Regions from separate parts of the Macaca mulatta genome. Here region 2 is linked to region 1. The links are chromatin contacts, called in public Hi-C maps. All regions are on one chromosome and are shown on one strand. The core of a region is the stretch at or near the end of the contact, and the rest is flanking DNA. Distances in the headings are between cores, read along the strand shown. Region 1 holds the start of UMODL1 (uromodulin like 1). Region 2 holds the start of PRDM15 (PR/SET domain 15).

The links. Hi-C and Micro-C count contacts between places; a contact is called where the count stands out from the background.
Region 2: a contact with region 1 is called in a Hi-C map of liver, with 3 times the contacts expected there. The contact joins the promoter of PRDM15 here to the promoter of UMODL1 in region 1. A contact is called at or near these places in 3 of 14 Hi-C or Micro-C datasets (cortical neurons, fetal cortex germinal zone and liver).

What each region holds. Positions count from the first base shown.
Region 1 is chr3:5,481,746-5,484,576 of T2T-MMU8v2.0, reverse strand. It overlaps UMODL1 (uromodulin like 1), which reads left to right and starts at 1,451. Exons shown (of 22, transcript XM_077995719.1): 1 at 1,451-1,878. It overlaps ZBTB21 (zinc finger and BTB domain containing 21), which reads right to left and starts at 2,659. Exons shown (of 4, transcript XM_077995725.1): 1 at 2,551-2,659.
Region 2 is chr3:5,614,230-5,617,387 of T2T-MMU8v2.0, reverse strand. It overlaps PRDM15 (PR/SET domain 15), which reads right to left and starts at 1,460. Exons shown (of 24, transcript XM_077995726.1): 1 at 1,384-1,460.

The DNA of each region.
Region 1 (2,831 bases), core at 202-2,701:
TGTGTCTCCCTCAAGGGGCTCCCTAAAGAAAGAACCCTTGCTTGCATGCCTGTATCCCTGATGCCCAGCACAAGGCCTAGCAAGCTAGGTATTGGGCAAAGAGAGAAATCATCAAACTTGAGGCTCAAGACCTGGACTAGCTCACCTTTATTTCTCCAGCATCCGTTACTGAGCCCCAACACGGGGCAGTATTCTTTGCTTTTTCTATCAGACCTTGTGACTTTAATCACTACTGGACGGTGACTCCCAAATCTGTATCTCTGCTTAGACTCTTGAGGCTCCACCCTCTCAGGTACCTACTGAACAGTTCCATCACAGTATATCCTCAGGTCCAGCATGGTACTTAAACTCCACACCTCTCGTCCCTGCTCCCACATCTGCTTGTCCTCACATATTCCCGATTTACTTTGGTGTGTTGCCAGCCCCTAAGTTTCCAAAACCAGAAATCTCTTCTCTTTCCCTTATAGCCTATCACTGCGACCTGGTCAAACGTAGCTCTTAAATAGCTTACGATCTGCTCTCTCTACTTCCATTGGCTTTAGGGACAACTAAAATTGTCCCTTCTGCTGGGCGCAGTGGCTCATGCCTGTAATCTTAGCACTTTGGGAGGCCAACTGGGGTGTGGATCACGAAGTCAGGAGATCTCAAGACCATCCTGGCCAACAGGGTGAAACCCCTTTCTCTACTAGGAAAAAAAAAAAAAATTAGCTGGGTGTGGTGGTGGGCGCCTGTAATCCCAGCTACTCGGGAGACTGAGGCAGAAGAATCGCTTGAACCCAGAAGGCGGAGGTAGCAGCGGGCCGAGATCATGCCATTGTACTCCAGCCTGGGGCAACAAGAGTGAAACTCCGTCAAAATAAAAAAAAAAAAAAAAGGAAAAGAAAAAATTGTCCCTTTAATTATCTCATTTCCATCGAGACCTTCTTAATTACCCCAATTTTGTTATTTACAATTTTTCCTTACCAGTGTACACATCTAATATTCCCTCCTAAATAGTGTAAGTTACTAGAGGGCAGGGGTTATATCTTCTTCAATTTCTGTTTCAACAGAATGAAGCACATTATACTTTCAATAGTGTTAAAAAGGAAAAATAAACAAAAAGTTACTTTTAAGTAAACCAGCACTTCAAATTTCGACTTTCTTTTCAACATCGATATTTAGGGGTGCTTAAACTTAATGACTACTAGTCCTTAGAGATCATGATTTACACCTTCAAGTACATGAGGAAAGCTTTAAAAGATAATTTTCCAAGAGAAATCTTTCTAAAATGGATTAACCCACTTTCTTGTCTTCTTAAACAAGGTATGAGGACCATAATGTAAGCTGCTTAATTGAGCGCTCAGGGTCATCATGTGAACAATCGCTGGACTATGCTGTAATACACGCGTGCCCTCGGAGGCTCGGTGCCAGGGCTGCGAGTGCTTGCACGAAAGGAAAAACCCCAGGCCGTGTGAAGTCTAACTTTCCCCCTCCTCTTGCTCAGGCAATCCCACCGGGATACCTGTCTAAACACACCCCGCCTCCGAACGCGCTCTCTGGCGGAATTCTCCTGAACCGCAGAGCCCTCGTGGCTGGAAGCGCATAGCAACCGGGGGCAGAGTGCGAGCCCCCAGGGGTGTGCTAGGATGGAAAGGCAGGAGCCTCTGAGGATGGACTACTGGGCGTGTTCCCGAAAAGCCGGGAAGAGATGTGGCGGCGCTGCCGCAGGGTCTCTAAGGCCGGCACGGACTGCGTCTTGACTCCCTGCCCCTACAGCCGCAGACCTCGGCCGGGGGAAGGGGCTCCTCCAGCGGGGAGACGGTCGCCGGCCGAGCAGCAGAGCTCCTGGCCAGCGGAGGGTGCTGTGCTCTGCGGGACCGCCGAGAAGTCCCAGACAAGGTCTGCAGGGGGTCTGGAGGGGAAGGAACGCGCAGCGAGGTCCAAGCGTCCGCGGGAGGGGCCGGGCGGGGAGGCGGGGAGCGAGCGTCCGGCGGGCACCGAGCGGTCACGCTCCGGCCACTACGCCGAGGACCGGGCGGCGGGGCTGGGTCCCGGACCGTGAAGGGAGCGGCGGGTCGCGGCAGGTGCGGGGTCCCCAAGGCCACCGGCCAGCTTCCGCACGCACCTCGCGGCCCGGACCGCCGGCCCCCAACCCCTGCCCAGAACGGGAGAACGCGCCCTTCTCCACGAGGCATTTCAACCGCTCCGCGCGAGGGGCGCGCGCCTGGGCCAAGCGAGTCCCCTACCCCGGGGCAGCTCGGCCACGGTGACGAGTGAAGCCCGCGAGGGAATGGAGCATGCGCATTCGCGAGGGCGAGGCCAAGTGCGGGCAGGGAGTATGCGCAGTGTGAGGGTACAATCGGCTACGTGGGAACCCGGGGCATGCTCGGTGAGCGCCCAGGCCCCGCGCACGCGCAGAAGCGCTCGGAGCCCGCAACCCGCTGGTGGAGAAAAAAGAGGAGAGAAATCACCTCAGAGTTACGTCAGGAAAGGCCGCGTTTTGCGGGGAGGCTGTAGCCTCCCAGGGGGCCCCGCAGTTCTCCTAGAGCGAGGGGCGTGACAGTTACTCACCGGTCTTCAGCCCCGAGGCAGACGCCGGGCCCCTTTCCGCTCACACTCGGCTCGCGCGCGCCGCAGCCGCCGCTGCCGCTGTGATTCCATCCATCTTGAATTTGACGTCATCCCACACCAGGGATGAGGTCATCGCAGGCAGCGCTCGTCACGTGCGCGGCACTCTGATTGGGCGCCGGGCGCCGGAGGGCGGGGCGGGAGGGGCTCGCGGCGCTGGGGGCCGGGGAGGGCGGGCCTGTCGGCAGCCGCTCGCCGAACGGACGCCTCCGCGCTGCAAGCCC
Region 2 (3,158 bases), core at 211-2,710, 130 kb before region 1:
GAATCACAGATATAAGAAGAAAAACTATAAAAACAAATTGGTGTTTTTCCTCTTGAAAATCTAAATTATAGAACTACTATTCCTTAATCCTTCACCGTGAGGCAGCGATGTCAGGAAATCTGGGGAAGGAGTGAAGCAGTGAAAACGTGGAATACGTGAAAATGTCCGAGCTTGAAACAAAATACGGTAGTGCGTTTACATCACTGCATTCTCCAAGGAGAACTGTCATTGCTACCTTTTAAGGTTCATCACAAAAGCAGTGGCTCCTTTACATCTCACCCTTAAAAACACCTTCAGGAACCAAGCTGGGTTCTCCAAATTCACTTGAATCTGGCTTAAGCCAATGTGGCTTTTTTAAAACAAGTGTTGGCAGCTTTAAATACACACATAGGTCCACGTGTCTCTGATCACACACTTGTTTCTACCGTTTTAAACTCCCTTTGGGGACTTGGGGGTGAGGGGCAATTTCTGAGCATTTGTAGGGGAAAAACCCCATCCACTACGTTAGGAGCTTAAGAAAAAGGTAAATGGGAGATAACTCTAACCACCAGGTAGAAGTATTTATTTCCATGAGTTTTCATTTCTGTTTTCACCTGTGTGAACACCGCCCCTCTCGTCGGAGGCCGCACGTGGCCCCCGTGCCCACCTGTCCGCGCGAGGCGGGCCTCACCTGAGCGGCCGGGCACGCCCCGTCCCCGCACGGCTACCCACCCCGGGCAGGTACGCGTCACCTGTCCATCCACCTCGCTACCTTCTCTCTGCCACCAAAAGCCTTAAAAAAAACAAGGCGCAGAGGGTCTGGGAGACCCCATCACCCGGACTCAGCTTCTCTAAACGCGGGGGTGGGGGTCCAGGGACCCTCCCGTGCCACCCGCATGGATTGTACACGAGGGCGGGGGACAGCGACATCCCCGGGGCCCTCGGCGACGAGGCCGCCCGGGGGCGGGGGCCGCGGGCCGGGGGCGGCGGAGACCCTGCGCCGCGCCCACGGGCGAACGGGGCCCGGCAGCCCCGCGGCCCCGCGCTGGGCCTGGCCGCGGGCAGGCGGGGGGCGCGAGGCCGGGGGCGGGGGCGCGGAGCCCGGCCAGGAGCGCCCGCGGCGGCGGGACCCGGCGGGCGGGCGGCGCGCAGGGCGATCCCGGAGCGGCTCCGGGAAATCCAGCCGGGTTTTGACTCCGATCGCCAACGGTGCCCGCAGCCGGCGAATGTAACAAAGAACAGTCGGCATGGCGGCTGGACCGGGGCGGCGCGCGACTGCCGGGCGCGGGGGGCGGGGGGCGGCGGGCCCGGGGCGCGCCGGGGCTCGCGGGGGTGGCGGGCGCGGACCGGGGCCGGCGGGGCGCGCGCCGGGGCGGGCGGCGGGCGCAGGGCCCGGAGCTTTACCTGCCTTTGGAATGTGCAGAGCGGGATCGGATCCGGACTCCGGGTTGCGATCCGCTCCGGAAACTGCGCAGCACCGGAAGCCGGGGGGCGGTGGCGGGGCATGGCGGGACTTGTAGTCCGCGGCCGGGCGCGAGGGGCGCAGGCGAGACGCTGGCGCGGCCGGGGGTCCTGCGGGTGGGACTGCGGGGCGCGGGCTGCGTGGACTGGGCAGCGGGCGCGCGCGGGGCGGGACTGGCCGGAGGGAATTCCGCGCGCGGCCCCCTCCCACGTGGCACGGCCCCGCGGCCCACGCTCGCAGGCAGTTCCGTCCACCTCTCCCCGGACGCGTTTCTTGCGGGGTTGGGGAGTGGTGGCGGTGGATGGGTAGAGTGTTTCTCTAGAACAGGCCTGGGACTTGCCCCCATTCACGGTGACCTCTGGATTTGGCCGGCGGGGCCCTGGGACACGAGCTCTGTGCCCGCGAGGGGCCGGGAGGGGAGTCGGGCCGGGCGGGCTCCGCCACGCGACTGGTGAGCACGGGGCCAGCCGCGGGCCTGGCTCTCCATTCTTCCCTGGGGGCCTGTGTCGCCTCTCTTGACCCCCTCCACCAAGTGTGTGTGCCATCACAAAACGTGAGACGGAGAAGGGACAGACTTTTCACCTTAGTCCTGGCCGCCCACATTCAGAGTTCATTGCTGCCTGGCAAAAACCTCCATTCGTAAAGATAAGTGATGACCCGGGGAAAATGATTTTAAATTGATACCACAAAAGGGCTCGTTTCCCTCATGTATGTGAAACTCTTGTGAACCAATAAAAATATATATGTATATAGAAAAATGAGCAAAGTATATGGATGGACAGTTTGTAGGAAATTCAATGGTTCTTAAGCATATAAGCTATTCAACTATGCTGTAATAAGAGAAAAAACAAAGTCGCAGTGAGATCATTTTTATTAGATTAGCAAAGATTTTTTTAAACGTTTAATAGCGCCTGGACAATATAGCCAGACCCTGTCTCTAAAAAACTTAGCTGGGCTCGGTGGCACGTACCTGTAATCTCAGCTACTCAGGAGGCTGAGGCAGGAGGGTCACTTGAGTCCCACAGTTTGAGGCTGCAGTGAGTTGTGATCGTGCCACTGCACTCCAGCCTGGGCAACAGAGTGAGACCCTGTCTCAAAAAACAGGAAAAAAAAAAAAAGTTTAATAGCATAATTTTGACTAGAGAAACAAGCTCTCTCCTTTGCTGGTAGGAGAATAAATTAGTATAGCTTCCATTCAGATAATTTGTGGATATCCATAAAAATTCTAAATGCACGTAGCCTTTGACCCACATGCAGGAATGATGCCAGAGACGGACTCACTTGTATGAATGGCATATGTATAAAGGTTAGTCATAACTATGTGCCATCCCATGGGAAGTGTTGGATGCACCTGGGCACATACATAAGCTGCAACACCAGGCAGCCGGAGACAGATTAGGCAAGTTGCTCTGTGAAGGCTGATTTATCTGCCTGGCCCAGCATTCTACAGTGGCTTCCATGCTGCTCTACAGTAGGCCATCCCATGGCCCCCCAGACCTTTCTGGAGCATCTCCGGCATCCATCGTCTCCCTGCTTGTCCCCACCCGGGACTTCACGCCTCCCTCCAGCCTCCTGTCCCTCAAGCCTGTTCCCAATGCCTTCCGTACTCCATCAGACACTTCCCAGGTTTTCCACAACCTTCTCTGTATTCAGGTCTCCGCCCAACCCCACTCCCACCACCACCACTACAGCTAATGGTCATTCCCTCTACACACGC